2 separate regions of the Mus musculus genome follow, and region 1 is linked to region 2. A link is a contact called in public Hi-C data. All regions are on one chromosome and are shown on one strand. Each heading gives the region's core, a stretch centred on a gene start, on an enhancer-like site or on the middle of the called end of the contact. The rest is flanking DNA. Distances are from core to core; before and after follow the strand shown. Region 1 overlaps Usp15 (ubiquitin specific peptidase 15). Region 2 overlaps Xpot (exportin, tRNA (nuclear export receptor for tRNAs)).

Region 1 (2,794 bases), core at 99-2,598, 1.5 Mb before region 2:
TCTCTGTGTCTAACCAGTTGTGACTGGATGGAGCCACCTCGTCTGTGAGTCTGTGAGCAGGGAGCACTGTGCAGTTAGAGGGTATACTGGGTTACAGAAGCAGCTGCAGGGGGTTCTCTCAAAGTTTTTAATTTATGGGTATTACTAAGAAAGTTGATTTTTACTTTTCATTTTAATTTTTTTCTCTGGAACACTGAAAATTAATGTGGAATCATGAAAACATCAATCAGAATAACATTCAGTGTTGAATTATTAACCCCTAAACACTAAAATTTCAAGGGTACATGTCCAATTCATTTGGTAAATTATCTCTGGGTAATTTCTTCTATGAGGTATGTGTGTTTGTTGCTGATGTTGTTGTATTAATGCACATGCATGAATACATATAGGAGAGTCAGTATTAGCAGAAGACACTATTTATTGCTTTAGAAGAGAAATATTTCATCACTTTTAAAGTGTGCCTTAACCTCTGATTTCCTTTTTAACAGTGACTTGGATATGTCAGAATTCCTAATTAACCCAAATGCAGGTCCTTGCCGCTATAATTTGATTGCTGTTTCCAACCACTATGGAGGGATGGGAGGAGGACATTGTAAGTTGACATTTTACATTTTAACCTTTTCATGTACTTTTTCCTGTAACATAGTCAGTACTTTTAAGTAAATAAAATGTCAAATGAATCTTGCTTATAATCATTGTTCAATAGTCTTAGGTGAATGAATCACCTGTATAGCTTGTATTTTAAAAGCCAGTTCTATATAGGAATAGTTAATGCCCTTCAGCTGAAGGCCAGGAAGGCACATGCTGTCTGTCTAAGGTCCTGTCCCTCCCACCCATCAGCCTCGCTCCTTTTCAGGTATCTGCAGCTGTGCTCTTCTGCAACTCTTTTCTTTTTTAAGATTTATTTACTATGTACACAGTGTTCTGTATGCCTGTAGGCCTGCAGGCCAGAAGAGGGCACCAGATCTCACTGTAGATGTTTGTGAGCTACCATGTGGTTGCTGGGAATTGAACTCTGGACCTTTGAAAAAGCAGCCAGTGCTCTTAACTATTGAGCCATCTCTGCAGCCCTGCGTACTTTGAAACCATGTATATTTATTTGTTAAGCAATAGGTACTGTTGATCTCAATAACTTCCTCTTGTTATTTAATCTTTTGCTTTTTATGATTACAATTATGGCATTTATCTTTCCACTCCAAATTACACTTAACGCTCTACTACTGTAAGACTGAAAACGAGTCAGTATTTATGGTCTGTTATCCAAGGATGCCTCTGAGCTGTCCATAGTGCCGCTTCCTCACACAGTGAGCGTGCGTGCCGAGCGGATGGGAGTTGAGGCTGCCTGTGCCAGCTCACACTGCACTGGGCAGACGACTGCCATTCCCGTGGTCATCGTTTTATCCTTCTCAGTGCCCGCTTGATTGCATTAACTGAGTAGAGTTCTTAACGATTTCAGTCATAAGTGAAATAGTCTTTTTTATATATATTACTTCACTTTGAAATCAAATCTATCGTCCCAAAACAAGCTACATTGCTTTTGTTTTTCTTTCTGAAATCACCAGAACAATATGGACAGTAACTATCCCAACAAGTCTACTAGAATATATCCCTACATCTGGGCCTGACCCGTGGGTTTTCTGTCTCGTGTCATTATGGACTGTCAGTCTTCTCTTGTTGTTGTTGTTGTTGCTGCCTACATCTGGACATTGTTACCTCTGTGAAAGGCTACCCTCTGCACCCCACTCCGGCTTACCTAGGACTGGCTCTTCATAGTTGCTGTTGGGCTGTGTGTTGGCTTTATCATTCTTGTCTCACTGTTGCTTTATAATCACCCTCTCCACGGGTCTAGCTTGCTAAGATTTTCAAAGAGGGTTACGAAATTCTTTATTTAGTCTATCTCACAGTTTTCTCATTTTCTTTAAGACTGAGAATATTCCTTCTGTGGGTGCGCTGTCTACTCTGCAGTTCTCTTGAGTTCAGACTGACAAGCTCAGCACATGCATTAGGCCTCACGCCGCTGAGCAGATTTAAGAAGGGATACAGAACGAAAGACGTGAGGCTGTTGCATGCAGGATCCTAGAGGGAACACAGACAGAAGATGTTCACGGCTGGTTACTGTGAATCTGTGTGGTTGCAAGGAGGGAAAATGGCTGAAGGCTCCCCAGGGGAAGCTGTCATGCCACCCTGTTCCTCAGCACCTCGGAATGTTGATGGTTAATGTGTATGTGTACAGCTATGGTCGGAGCGTGTTCTGGTAGCACATGGGGGTTTGAGCATCCTTTATACGAAGCATGGAGTAAAAAGTACCACTTGTCATCTTTCCCTGTTCTGTACTCTATTAAAGGCAGGGAAATCCTAGTGTGTAAGAGCCACAGGTGACTGAGCAAGGTTGTCAGAAAGGAAAATGTCATAGGAACTTAAGGAATAAAGATGCTGGACTTAGGCATCAGACCCAGCCTGAGTAACAGCTCCACTGCCTGGAGCAAACTGTCCTCTGGAAGCCTAAGGTTCCTAGTTCTCCAGTGAGAATCGGGGTGGTGCCTGAATGTGGATGCAGTGCACAGTATTGCACCTGCTTACATAACCACTACATAAATGGAACTATCTCTAATTACCACTGGTATATTTTTATGTGAATTTTTTTTTAAAAATTATTTATATTATTATTTTACCATAGTTTTTCTTCCTCTGAAAAATGTCACACGTTTCAACTTAGAAAAAAAAAGTATTTAAATTTGCTAGAAATGATTCTCAAAGGCTTTGTCAAATCACTTGAATGTGTTCTAGTTTTATA
Region 2 (3,115 bases), core at 159-2,658:
AGTTAAATACAAGTAAGGCCATTTCACTGTTTCCAGTCTTCACGGCTTGTCGGGATAGGAATGTTTGAATTTTCTGAGGAAACCAAAAATACAGGTGGTAAACTAACCGCGTAGACATTCTCTCTGGGCTGTGAACCTGTTGTGATTTTTCCCAAACTAAATCAGTCTACAGACCTCACCACATAGTCAGAAAAATCACATAGCTGTCATTTTGTCTGATGGAGAACTGAACCGAGAATCTGAGTTCAGTGACTCTAGTCTGTCTGATGCTCTGATCTGTGCGGTCTTCCAATACTGTGACAGAGGGTGTTTACATTGTTTTAGGAAACCCTGAACACTATAAAATGCTCCATTTTCAATAGGTGAGATTGACTTTGAAAGCCACAGACCACAAATGCAGTGACTGCTGCGTCTTTACCAGGTACTCAGAATTAAGCACTGCTGTTGTGTCTTTACCAGGTACTCAGAACTAAGCACTGCTCAGCAGCAGCTCATCAGGGAGACACTGCTCTCATGGCTTCAGGCTCAGGTAAAACAGTCATTCCTCTGTGCCTCGAGCAGCCCTCTGTCTGCTTCATCCTGTGTCTACAGTGCTAGTCGTGAGGGTCACAGGCAGAAACAGTAATAACTTAAGGCTGCGCTCATAACCAAAACTGTTGGACTTTCTTCTGTAACGTGCTGTGAAAAATTATTTTGGGACCCAGTCTCACTGTATAGCTCTGGCTGGCCCGGGACTCCTGTCCCTGCCTCCCAAAGACCAGGATCAAAGGTGCCTGCCATCACACCTAGTTAGAACTTTGGTTTTAAAAAGAAATTCTTTATCTAAAATAAACTAAGCTTTTTAAATTACTATTATGTATAGATACGTTTGTGTGTGGGTATGTACACCTGACTGCAGGTACCCACAGAGTCCGATAGAGGGTGTTAGACTCCCTGCAGCTGAAGTTCCAGCTGGTTGTGACCTGCCCAGTGTGGTTCTAGGAACTGACCTCCGGCTCTCTGCGTGATCAGGGCCTGTACTTCCCTGCAGAGCCGTCCCTCTACCCCCTAGAGTTTATTGACTTAAGTCTTAAGCTCCTGACAGGACCGGCTTTTGTGTTCGGTCCTTAGAGCTGGCCTGTGCTGACACAGCCAATATACAGAGGCACTTCTACAAGAACAATAAGTTGTTTATTCTCACACTCCTCCTGGTTAACTATAGTTAAGCTTAGCATTTAAAGCTTCCGGGTTAACTAGAGCCTCTTCCTTTACAATCGAACTGAAGAAGGAAGAACAACTGAATTTTTTTCCTTAGAAGAAATTATGTGAATTGTTAAAGTTGTGTTCATGAAACTTAAATGACTGAGAGTTTGTGGCTCCTGTGCCTAAATCTCAGTGATCAGAAGGTAGAGGCAGGAATATTGTTATTTCGCAGCCAGCGTGTACTTTGTAACAAGTTAAAGGTCAACTTGAGCTGCCTAGTAGACCTTGTCTCAAAAAAAAAAATCCAAAAAACCAAAAATAAACAAAACAAAACCTCAAGGCCTGGGATGGGCCTGGTGGCACAAACCTTGATTCCTACATAGAGGCAAAGGCAGATAGCCAGATCTCTGAGTGAGGGCAGCCTAGGCTACGAGTAAGTCCCTGACTCAAAACAAAGAAACAGCCCCTCCTTAAAAAAACAAAAAACGCCGGGCTATGTATCTCTGGTAAAATGCTTGCATAGCATACAGATTTATCCCCAACACTATAGGGAAAGAAAAATTCTAAGGGGCGGCCATTGTTCCTGTATAGTCATGTGACCAGTCACTTGCTCACCTGGGTAAATTTGCACAGCTGTGCTGCCACTAATCTGGGCAATGTTGAAGTTTGGTTCCGTTTTTGCCCGCGAGTGATAAGTAGGAAAACCAATGTGTTTTCATGACTCTTTCTGTTTGTCAGATGCAGAATCCGCAGCCAGAGAAGACCTTCATACGGAACAAAGCGGCCCAAGTGTTCGCCTTGCTTTTTGTTACAGAGTATCTCACTAAGTGGCCCAAGTTTTTTTTTGACATCCTCTCAGTTGTGGACCTAAACCCGAGGGGCGTGGACCTGTACCTGCGGATCCTCATGGCCATCGATTCAGAGCTGGTGGATCGGGACGTGGTTCACACGTCAGAGGCAAGTGGCTTGGAGTGCATGGCGGGTGTGGGGGGGGGGTCATAATGTAGGCTTTGTAGGGGAAGCAAACATGACAGAAAGGGCAGGCAGTCGTTTTCTTTGTCTCGTTCTTAGATTACAGATGTACCAAGTGCCTTGAATTTGCCAACAGTGAAATTTAACCCCTCTCGCCCCATAGATTGTATTTAGAGCATTCCTTAGTTCCCTAAAACTAAGCCACTGTATTCTCCAGTAAAGTACACAAGTTTACTGTCACATAGCTCCTGTGAAGTGCCATCCATAATTAATGCTTCTGAACTGGCAAGAAGCAATGGCTTGTGGCGTGGGTGTCAGCGCCTCCTCGTTGGGAGTCTGAGCCAGTCATAGTCCCTGAGCCCATGACCCTTCCCTTCCTGCATCTCAGCATCTCCTTTGCCACCTTCTAAAATTGGTTGGTTGCTGAGTAGCACTAGTAGTTGAATATATTATATCATCTCTACCAAGGACTCTTTATAACGGAGGTAGTACACCCTTAGGCCAGCCTTAGGCATGGTACGCAGGAGGCCCAGGGTTTGATCTATATCACTTGAGTCTAAATATGAGTAGTACAGAGTGTGAGAGGTTTTTTTTTTTTTGGGGGGGGGGGGTTGGTTTTGGTTTTTGGTTTGTTTTTTTTTTTTTTTTTTTTTTTTTTTTTTGAGACAGGGTTTTTCTGAATAGCCCTGGCTGTCCTGGAACTCACTCTGTAGACCAGGCTGGCCTCAAACTCAGAAATCCGCCTGCTTCTGCCTCCCGAGTGCTGGGATTAAAGGCGTGTGCCACCATGCCCGGCTGAGTGTGATTGTTTTAATTGGCTATTTCTAGCAAGCGTTTGGGAAACTGGGATGGGGGGTGCCCAAGCTTGCAGCCATCCTGAGTCATATATCAAGAACCTGACTTATAAAGGAAGAAACAAAAGTGGAACTGGAGACAGCTTTAAATGTATAATAGTTTGATG

The links. A called contact is a pair of places that touch in the nucleus more often than the background predicts.
Region 1: a Hi-C map of liver shows a contact between it and region 2, with 5 times the contacts expected there. The contact joins two enhancer-like sites. A contact is called at or near these places in 1 of 39 promoter capture datasets (liver), 1 of 484 Hi-C or Micro-C datasets (liver) and 3 of 115 datasets of contacts at active chromatin or transcription factors (epiblast stem cells, hepatocytes and large pre-B cells).

The regions. Positions count from the first base shown.
Region 1 is chr10:123,119,370-123,122,163 of GRCm38.p6, reverse strand. Usp15 (ubiquitin specific peptidase 15) reads left to right here. Exons shown (of 22, transcript NM_027604.4): 20 at 489-592. Among named protein-coding and RNA genes, the nearest start is that of Mon2, 44 kb to the right of the region's middle. Within about 2 kb of position 1,348, at least 10 of the 459 cell types and tissues checked have an H3K27ac peak or open chromatin away from gene starts, as enhancers often do. A contact at or near this core is called in hepatocytes and liver, where this site is marked.
Region 2 is chr10:121,614,029-121,617,143 of GRCm38.p6, reverse strand. Xpot (exportin, tRNA (nuclear export receptor for tRNAs)) reads left to right here. Exons shown (of 25, transcript NM_001081056.2): 4 at 1-12; 5 at 460-529; 6 at 1,921-2,139. Among named protein-coding and RNA genes, the nearest start is that of Xpot, 11 kb to the left of the region's middle. Within about 2 kb of position 1,408, at least 18 of the 459 cell types and tissues checked have an H3K27ac peak or open chromatin away from gene starts, as enhancers often do. A contact at or near this core is called in hepatocytes and liver, where this site is marked.